Linked DNA regions of Mus musculus: all the other regions are linked to region 2. The links are chromatin contacts, called in public HiChIP or PLAC-seq and promoter capture Hi-C maps. All regions are on one chromosome and are shown on one strand. The core of a region is the stretch at or near the end of the contact, and the rest is flanking DNA. Distances in the headings are between cores, read along the strand shown. Region 1 holds the start of Des (desmin). Region 2 holds the start of Wnt6 (wingless-type MMTV integration site family, member 6). Region 3 holds the start of Obsl1 (obscurin-like 1).

The links. Promoter capture Hi-C pulls out the DNA fragments that hold promoters and counts their contacts. HiChIP or PLAC-seq counts read pairs in DNA pulled down with a chosen protein or histone mark.
Region 1: a promoter capture Hi-C map of embryonic stem cells shows a contact between it and region 2. The contact joins the promoter of Des here to the promoter of Wnt6 in region 2. A contact is called at or near these places in 3 of 39 promoter capture datasets (embryonic stem cells and liver) and 1 of 115 datasets of contacts at active chromatin or transcription factors (pancreatic cancer cells).
Region 3: an H3K4me3 HiChIP or PLAC-seq map of bone marrow-derived macrophages shows a contact between it and region 2, with 3 times the contacts expected there. The contact joins the promoter of Obsl1 here to the promoter of Wnt6 in region 2. A contact is called at or near these places in 1 of 39 promoter capture datasets (liver), 1 of 115 datasets of contacts at active chromatin or transcription factors (bone marrow-derived macrophages) and 1 of 9 other capture datasets (liver).

The regions. Positions count from the first base shown.
Region 1 is chr1:75,358,732-75,361,812 of GRCm38.p6, forward strand. It overlaps Des (desmin), which reads left to right and starts at 1,561. Exons shown (of 9, transcript NM_010043.2): 1 at 1,561-2,261. The coding sequence starts at 1,687. RefSeq lists cis regulatory regions at 1-2,209, 1-1,672, 625-1,793, 1,068-1,234, an enhancer at 624-1,023, silencers at 1,023-1,068, 1,235-1,522 and a promoter at 1,523-1,603.
Region 2 is chr1:74,770,117-74,773,168 of GRCm38.p6, forward strand. Wnt6 (wingless-type MMTV integration site family, member 6) reads left to right here and starts at 1,776. Exons shown (of 4, transcript NM_009526.3): 1 at 1,776-2,106. The coding sequence starts at 2,030.
Region 3 is chr1:75,504,767-75,507,938 of GRCm38.p6, forward strand. It overlaps Obsl1 (obscurin-like 1), which reads right to left and starts at 1,686. Exons shown (of 20, transcript NM_178884.5): 1 at 447-1,686. The coding sequence starts at 1,458. It overlaps Inha (inhibin alpha), which reads left to right and starts at 2,311. Exons shown (of 2, transcript NM_010564.5): 1 at 2,311-2,752. The coding sequence starts at 2,482.

The DNA.
Region 1 (3,081 bases), core at 311-2,810, 590 kb after region 2:
GCTCCCCAACAAACCTGCCTTTAAAATCATCTAATCTGGCTTGAATTGGCTCATTTCTATGGCAGAGAAAGAGCCAATCACCTAGACCCTGTAGTCAGGCTACCTCACTATGCTACGCTACGCAAATGGCATTTATGTGGCCCCTGCTTCACGATGCTATCGGAGAACTGGGGAGTCACAGGCGTGGTGTTCCCAGCAGGGATCAGTACATATAAGGCATTATTGTTATTGTTGGTGTATGCTTTATTGTCTCCCTGGCCTGTTCAAAGGCTCATTGCACAGTCATGCGAAGCTGTTTGGCCCCCACTCTATGACTAAGGACCCTGAGAGGTAGGGAGGACAAGGACATGCCTTTTGGCACCGCTTTCTCTCTGACCAGCCCTGGGTAGGACTACGGCTCCTAATCCAGGGCTCCATTTCCAAGGTTGAGCTATGGACCCCTAATCTAGTACTCTATCTCCAGGGTTTGTGTTCTAGGAGGGTCAGGGCTCAGTGAAGAGCTGCAGCAAGGTGCACAGAGAAATGTAGATGCCCTTAGGGGTCGGTGTGCGCCTTGTGCTTCAGGGAAGAGAGAGGCGAACACACCCCAGGCCTTCATCTCTGTTGGGGTCCTGGAGTGACTGAAGCTTGTCGCTGTCAGCCTTCCTTGACACCTCTGTCTCCTCAGGTGCCTGGCTCCCAGTCCCCAGAACGCCTCTCCTGTACCTTGCTTCCTAGCTGGGCCTTTCCTTCTCCTCTATAAATACCAGCTCTGGTATTTCGCCTTGGCAGCTGTTGCTGCTAGGGAGACGGCTGGCTTGACATGCATCTCCTGACAAAACACAAACCCGTGGTGTGAGTGGGTGTGGGCGGTGTGAGTAGGGGGATGAATCAGAGAGGGGGCGAGGGAGACAGGGGCGCAGGAGTCAGGCAAAGGCGATGCGGGGGTGCGACTACACGCAGTTGGAAACAGTCGTCAGAAGATTCTGGAAACTATCTTGCTGGCTATAAACTTGAGGGAAGCAGAAGGCCAACATTCCTCCCAAGGGAAACTGAGGCTCAGAGTTAAAACCCAGGTATCAGTGATATGCATGTGCCCCGGCCAGGGTCACTCTCTGACTAACCGGTACCTACCCTACAGGCCTACCTAGAGACTCTTTTGAAAGGATGGTAGAGACCTGTCCGGGCTTTGCCCACAGTCGTTGGAAACCTCAGCATTTTCTAGGCAACTTGTGCGAATAAAACACTTCGGGGGTCCTTCTTGTTCATTCCAATAACCTAAAACCTCTCCTCGGAGAAAATAGGGGGCCTCAAACAAACGAAATTCTCTAGCCCGCTTTCCCCAGGATAAGGCAGGCATCCAAATGGAAAAAAAGGGGCCGGCCGGGGGTCTCCTGTCAGCTCCTTGCCCTGTGAAACCCAGCAGGCCTGCCTGTCTTCTGTCCTCTTGGGGCTGTCCAGGGGCGCAGGCCTCTTGCGGGGGAGCTGGCCTCCCCGCCCCCTCGCCTGTGGCCGCCCTTTTCCTGGCAGGACAGAGGGATCCTGCAGCTGTCAGGGGAGGGGCGCCGGGGGGTGATGTCAGGAGGGCTACAAATAGTGCAGACAGCTAAGGGGCTCCGTCACCCATCTTCACATCCACTCCAGCCGGCTGCCCGCCCGCTGCCTCCTCTGTGCGTCCGCCCAGCCAGCCTCGTCCACGCCGCCACCATGAGCCAGGCCTACTCGTCCAGCCAGCGCGTGTCCTCCTACCGCCGCACCTTCGGCGGCGCCCCGGGCTTCTCTCTGGGCTCCCCGCTGAGCTCTCCCGTGTTCCCTCGAGCAGGCTTCGGTACCAAGGGCTCCTCGAGTTCAATGACATCCCGCGTGTACCAGGTGTCGCGCACGTCGGGCGGGGCTGGAGGCTTGGGGTCGCTGCGGTCTAGCCGGCTGGGGACCACCCGAGCGCCATCCTATGGCGCGGGCGAGCTGCTGGACTTCTCCCTGGCCGACGCTGTGAACCAGGAGTTCCTGGCCACGCGCACCAACGAGAAGGTGGAGCTGCAAGAGCTCAATGACCGCTTCGCCAACTACATCGAGAAGGTGCGCTTCTTGGAGCAGCAGAACGCCGCGCTCGCCGCCGAGGTCAACCGGCTCAAGGGCCGCGAACCGACTCGGGTCGCCGAGCTCTACGAGGAGGAGATGCGCGAGCTGCGGCGCCAGGTGGAGGTGCTCACCAACCAGCGCGCCCGGGTCGACGTGGAGCGTGACAACCTGATAGACGACCTGCAGAGGCTCAAGGCCAAGTGAGGGCCTCCCAGATCTTTCCCCTCACCCCCGTCCCCAGCAGCCCCCCTCCCCCTCGCCTGAGACCCTCCCTCCTCAGCCCATGTTTGGAAAAGGTCATTCCCCGGTGTTCGCTAAGTAGAGATCTTTCCTGGCCCCTTCTATGTAACACTGGAGTAGTAGTCTTGGGAAGGTAGACAGAAGAAATGGGGGAAATGGGGGAAATGGGGGAACCTTGCCTAGTGCACGGTGGGCAGCTGCCTGTGAAAGGATGCTAAGTTGCTAGAGTGATGATGACCATAGTCAAGGAAAGGGTCAGAGCACGTTCTGAGGGAGAAGCGAGGCTGATGAGAGCCTGGAAGGATGGATGGGCTGGGAAGAGCAGGAGGGAAGCCAGGCAGTAGTTTTAAGCTTAGCTGTGATGAGGCCCAAGGGAGGGGCGGGGATGGGGGTGGGGTGGGGGCTAGGCCCCTGGGCCTAGCTGAGGTAATGTTATTGCACTTGGTAAATGGACAGGTTTGAGTAAAGGGGACAGTGGATAAAGGCTGTGACCCATTCCACCACGATCCAGTAAAAGAGGCTGAATAATCCGGATATGGGGGCACCCCCTGTAATTCCAGCACTAGGGAGGATGATACAGAACTGCCATGAGTTCTAGGCAAGCCTAGGATACGGAGCAAATACAAGGCCAACCGGGCCTACTTAGCAAGATTTGTTTTAGAAAATTAAAAAAGTTTATTTAAACAAACAAACAAACAAAAACAGAAAAGACTCCGTACATCATGACGGTCCTGTTTCTGTTTACCCAGATGAGCAGTGTCACCTTCTTGCCACCAAAGT
Region 2 (3,052 bases), core at 526-3,025:
TGCCAGGTTGGCACCAACTCTAGCCCCAGTATTCACTCGGCCTGGTATATCCTTGAATGAGCTATGCCCACGGGTGTGGTGGTGTCCACAGTGCTTGGCACTAGTACTAGTATGAAAGGCTGTGTACAAAATTGCTATGTGCTGGAGCGGTGCAGTGCATGAGAAAGGAAGAAACGTAGGTTGGTCCAGTGTCTGGCTGAGCGCTGTCTCCTCTCTCTGCTCCTTTCCTTCCCCAGAGGGCCTCACACTCTGCAAATCTCCTTATTCAGGACCTTTGACACCCAGAATCCTCATTAGGACTCCCAGAAAACCCAAGGCCTTATTTGTTTGTGTCTAGGCTCCGGTTTTTCCATCCCTTCTCCCTGCTATTCATCTTCTTTCCTCAGATCTGCTCCCCCTCCTGATGTAGGCATCTGTGGCCTTCTCCTGCCTTCTTTCTGGTCCCCCAGTCTCATCTTTGCCCATTTGCCCCACTCTCTGGACGACTCTCTGGACCGGCCCTCCTCTTTGCTCACCAGCGGTGTTTGTCTATCTTGGCACTGTTCTCCGTTTCCACTTCTAAATTCCTCCCCACCCCAAACGACAAGGAACTTTCCCCTCTGGTGTGAAATTTCTGCCACGTGGGCTTAAGGTCCCCTGTTTAAGGTTGATGGGCCCTCTAGATAGCGGTGGCGGGGAAATTGGCTCCTGCTTCGGAATGTCCGCACCACCTGTCCCTCTGCACTCCTGGGGCACGTCGGGGGGCCTCTGCCCCAGGCCAGAGCAGCAGAGGCTGCCGCCCGCTGCCAGCCGCTTGGCTTGATGAATGGAGCTGTCCCTCCTCCCCACGAGGCCTTTGATCTCCCCCCGTGGGGAGGGGGTCAGGGGCATCAAAGACATTTTTGTGGCATTAGAGAATCAGATAAACGCCATCTCACCTGCAGCTGGCTCTCCCACCCCTTCTGCCCTGGCCAAGTTGGGGGAGGAACTTGAGGCTCCAGGAACCCGCGGACAAGTGAGACCTGACCACAGCCAGCGCTGACCCCTCTTCTCTTGGAAGTCAGCAACCTCGGCCCTCCGCCACGTTTATGAGTAGCGAATACTGGAGCGCAGGCCCTGGAGAGGTTCCACTTGCTGTCTTATCTCCCCCACACTGTCCGCCCCCAACATCGGCTGGCTGCGGCTGCAAGGCTAGGGAGCTAGAACCCAGGCCTCGGGCTCGTTCCCTTGCTGGGACAGAGGCTGAAGAAGGGGCAAAAGACGCGGGAGTTGGTAACGCCTCCTAAGTTCGTTGGGCTGGCGATCCAGTTGGACAGCCTTCTACCGAGCATCCTGCGCCCCCGGCCGACTTCCTCCCTGGCCCCCATCTGTATATCCCTACGTACTGTTCCCTCCCCCCAAACTCCCTCATTCCTGGGAAGTTTTCTCTCTTTACAGTCAACAAACCTGTCAAACGTCTCCCAGCCAGTCCCCCTTCCCCAGTTCTTCCTCCCTCCCCCCCTTACCCTTCTCGACTATTCATCCCGCCCCTCCATGCCCCAGGTCCAGGGATGGCAGGGGACAACCCCGCAGAGGCTAGGAGAGGGGCAGGCGGGCGGGACCCGCACCCGTGAGCGCGCGGCCCCGCCCCAGCACCCGCCCTCCGCTGCGCTCTGCGCCCGCCGCCCCGGGGCGCACGGCTCCCTCCCAAGAGTCCCGCCGCCTGACTGTCGCAACTGCCACCCCCGTGGCCCCCCTGTCCCCCTCCCCCGCCCACGCTTCGGCCCCGCTCCCCTCCCACCCCCGCCCCCGGCTCTGATTTCTTCTCTCCAGCGAGCTCCGCAGGAGACACAGGCGCTGGCTGCTGGGTCCGCTCTCCGCCTCCGCCGCGCCCTCCTCGCCCGGGATGGGCCCCCCCGCCGCCACCGCCGCCGGAGCCCTAGTCTCCGGGCCGCCGCCTCGGTCGCCGCGTTTGCCCTGAAGCCCGGTGCCCGCGCGCCCCGGCTCACCCCGCAGCTTCACTCCCCACCCCCAGCCGCCTCCCCGGCCAGACTGCGGTAGAGCTCTCAGGATGCTGCCGCCGGTGCCCTCCCGCCTCGGACTGCTGCTGCTGCTCTTGTGCCCCGCGCACGTCGATGGACTGTGGTGGTGAGTGCTGAGTGGGACTGTCTCCCGCGCAGCTCCAAACACCAGAGGGTGGGGACCCAGAGCCAGTCTTGGGACTTGGCACAGCGATCCTGCTGCCTTCAGGCTCTACCCGCTCCAGGATCCCAGCTATCGGGAGGTTGCACCGGGACCCTCGCAGACAGTTCCTTTCGGGTCTCTGCCCGAGCACTTCTGAAGTGCCACTTTGACGTTCTGTACCCCTGGATACTCTATTGTGTTTTCTTCCCGTATAGTCTTCCTTCCCCCAAAGAAATGTGTCCAATTCGCATCATCAAGGAGTTGGCAGATAGGTAGGGAAGAGCTGTTGGACATCATGAAATCCATAGTGAGAGATTGGGTGAGAACGGGGTGAGGAGGGGTGGGGACGGGCGAGAAGGGCCCTCGAGCTAGATTTGGGGAACAGACAGGAACAAGGTGGAAAGCTCTAAGACAGAGAGAGTCAAACGGCTGCCTCTTGCCCGCGCCTCATTGCCTACCACCTCACCATTGCTGGCCCCTTCAGCATTGGCAGTAGTACAGGAATAGGGAATGCAAATGGGGAAACTGAGTCAGGACTCTGACTTCTCTGCTTTTCCCATAGCGAGTAAGAAAGACAGAGGGGAGATCCCGGAGGCCCTCTCTTCCAGAACTGGGAAGTAAGGAATTTTTTTTTTTTTTTTAATGTGTAGCGGAGGAGGTGTAGGAACTCTTGAGAGCGATCTGATGAAGCCAGTAGGAGCCTGGCCAGCCGAGAGATGGGGTAAATTCTCAGATCCGAACTCTGGGATTTAGCCAGAGCAGACACCTAGACTTCGAGGGTTTCCAAAGCTTTGAGCCTTGAGGGGAAGGACAGAGGAGGGGCAGCGGGGGTGGGGGGCGCCAGGACAACTCAGATCCAAATCTTCAAGACTTTTTTCCTCTTAGTTTTTTAGAGCCACAAACACCCGCC
Region 3 (3,172 bases), core at 436-2,935, 730 kb after region 2:
GACACATCCACCTCTCCTGTGAATGAGCAGTGGCTGCTGGGAGGTTTGCACCAGCCTTCCTAACAGATTCCGGGCCCCCGAAGCTGTGAACACAGCCTCCACTCCAAATGTGTGTTTTCAATACAGCAGCCCCCTTTTTCTCACCGATTAGCATATTATAAATTTAGCCCTAGTTATTTACTCCCACAACATGCTCCTATTATTTTACAGATATTGCTACCAATGGGAATCCAGTTGGGAAAGAAGGCCTAAAAGAAAGAATAAAGGATAAGAATGTTCTAGGATTGTTAAGATTTACACAGTCTATTCCTTGGCTTAGTGGTTTTTACCACCTGGGTAGCTGGCTAAGAAATTCATCAGTGTACTGGAATTCAATATTCCTCCGGACATGGGGGTGGACATGAGCAAGAAGGACCTCTGGGGGCACTGGAAGCACGGTGCTCTACCTTTCACGTGCAGCTGGACCGCGCTTAGGGTCTGGCCCGCCGAGTTGCGCGCCGCGCACACGTAGAGCCCACGGTCCTTGGCCTGGCAGTAGAGCACCTTAAGTACAAAGCCGCCGTCGCGGTCGCGGTACATGAGGCGGCGGCGATCGGGGAGCAGAGGGCGGCCCTCCAAGTGCCATTCGATCTCGGGCTCAGGTTTGCCCATCACGTAGCAGCGGAATTTGGCGTGCTTGCCCTCGTTCACCCAGAAGGTCTTGGGCGCGCCTTTGAGCGGCTCCAACACGGGTTTGGGGTTCTCATCGGGATCCTGGGGCGGGCTCTCGCGGGGCTGGTGCACCTGGAGCAGCGCGCCCGCCTGCGCGTGGCCGTGCGCGTTGCGGGCGTGACACACGTACACCCCGGAATCGGGCAGCCGTGCCGCCAGGATGCGCAACGTCAGGCTCGCGCCCTCGTCACTCGCGCCGCGGCCGGGCTCCAGCTTGAAGTGGCTGCTGTCCCATACTTCGTCCAAGGCCATCCCATCCTTCTCCCAGTACAGCTTGGGCTCCGGAAGGCCTCCCACCTGGCACGTCAGCACCACCTCCTCCCCTCGCAGCACCCACTGGGACTGGGGCCCCGTCAGGAACTTCGGGGCGCCCTCCCCGGTGCCCGGTGTTGGCAGCGGACACTCGGAGGACTCGGGCTCCGGCTCGGGGGCCGGGGGTTCCAGCACGGTGACGGCGGCCGCCGCGTAGGCCTCTCCGGCCGCGTTGCGGGCGCGGCACACGTAGACCCCGGCGTCGGTGGGCAGCGCGCCGCTCAGCAGCAGGCCGTGCTCGGCGCCGTCCTCCGGAAAGCTTAGGCGCTCGGAGGCCACCAGCTGCTGCCCGCCTTTCTCCCACACGACAGTGGGCGGCGGCTCTCCCAGGACCACGCATTTGAGCTCGGCCTCCGCTCCACTTACCACCCGCACGGGCCGCGGGAAGCGTAGGAAACACGGGGGGCTCCCCTGATCCCCTGATCCGGCCTTCATTGCGGCCGCTGCAGATGGCTCGCCTGGGCGCGCGGGAAGGCCGGGAGCCGAGACCAGGGCGTGGCGGAGCGGGCGCCGGGACCGGTGGGACTCCTGTGACCGCTCGCCTCTTTACCCTGGACCCTGGCCGCAGCCCTGCTACGCGGCAATTCCCGGGCCGGGAGCCCAGAGCTCAGGGGGCTGTCCTTCCTGTTTGCCTGCTCAGCGAGGGGCCCTACAGCCTAGACTGCCCGCGGCCGGGCTTCCTGCTCTTGGGAGTCTCTCTTTCCAGCCCCCTCCCACAGCCTGGGCCTCTTTCTCCTCCCTCCCTCCCACCTCCGGCCTCCAGGTCTCCAACTGCGGGCCTGGCTTGGGCTTGAGTGACTTTGTCGCCTGCAGCTGCCAATCCCAAAAATATTCTCTGATGACACAGCTGGAGGACAAGAGCTCAGACTGGCTCCTCCAGGCTAAGTATAGAGCAGGCGGGACCACCTGCCCTCGGCCCAGAGCCTCAACCCTAGGTCTACCCTCCCACGTTGGCCTAGCAGCTGCTAGGATTGAAAAGAGCGCCAGAAAGTCTGAGGGGGGTGGTGCATTCTGTCCTTCTGACAAATGATTTGATGACTGGTCAACCTTAAGCACCCAGGCACCTGTGGTACCTGATGTAGATTCTATGTGTGTGTGTGTGTGTGTGTGTGTGTGTGTGTGTGTGTGTGTGTGTGTGTATTTGAGGAGTGGGTTGTATGCTTGCCTGAATGGGTCAGGTCACTTGGGGTGAATACCCATCACAGCCCCTTCCCCCACATTCTTGGCGGGAGTGGGAGATAAGGCTCAGGGCCACAGACATCTGCGTCAGAGATAGGAGGTCTCAATGCCATGGGCAGGGGCGACTGGGACTGTGGGGCGTGGGAAGGACTGGGGGAGACTGGGGTGAGAAGGGTAGAAGAAGGCCAGCAGTGGGATGGGGAGGGGACAGTGGGGAGGTCCTAGACAGAAAGGGCACAGGGCAGCGTGTGGGTTCCCTGTCATCAGGGCAAGTGAACTATGGTGAGCCAGCGGTCTCTGCTGCTCCTTTTGCTGTTGACCCTACGGGATGTGGACAGCTGCCAGGGACCCGAACTTGTCCGGGAGCTCGTCCTGGCCAAGGTGAAGGCTCTATTCCTAGATGCCTTGGGGCCCCCAGCAATGGATGGGGAAGGTGGGGATCCTGGAATAAGGCGTCTGCCTCGAAGACATGCCGTTGGGGGTTTCATGCACAGGACCTCTGAACCAGAGGAGGAAGATGTCTCCCAGGCTATCCTTTTCCCAGCTACAGGTAATGAAGTTGGGGATTGGCAGGTCAACTTTGAAGAGTAGCCGGTACCTACTTCATGGGCTTGGGAATCAGGCAGCTCTGGGTATGAATGGCAGCCCCACAACTCAGCTGGCTTTGCGGCAAGGGGCCAGTTCCTAAGCCCCTCTGATCGACATCAAACAGGTGGTAGCCTCTACCTCAACATCAGATAGGTGGTAGCCTCTACTTCTCAAGCGGGACTGATCCAGTGAGCCTAGCATGCCTGGAATACAAAAGGGGAAGCTAAGGCTCTGTAGAGACAGCTTCTGTTGCTGCCTGTGGTCTGTCCTGCGTTTTGTGCCCCCTACTCTCCCCAAGCCCCATCTGGCTCACTCTGAGGTCTCCTCGCTTCCCTGCCTTCATCTCCAGGCAGCGTAGTAGTAGTACCGAAAGTATGGATTT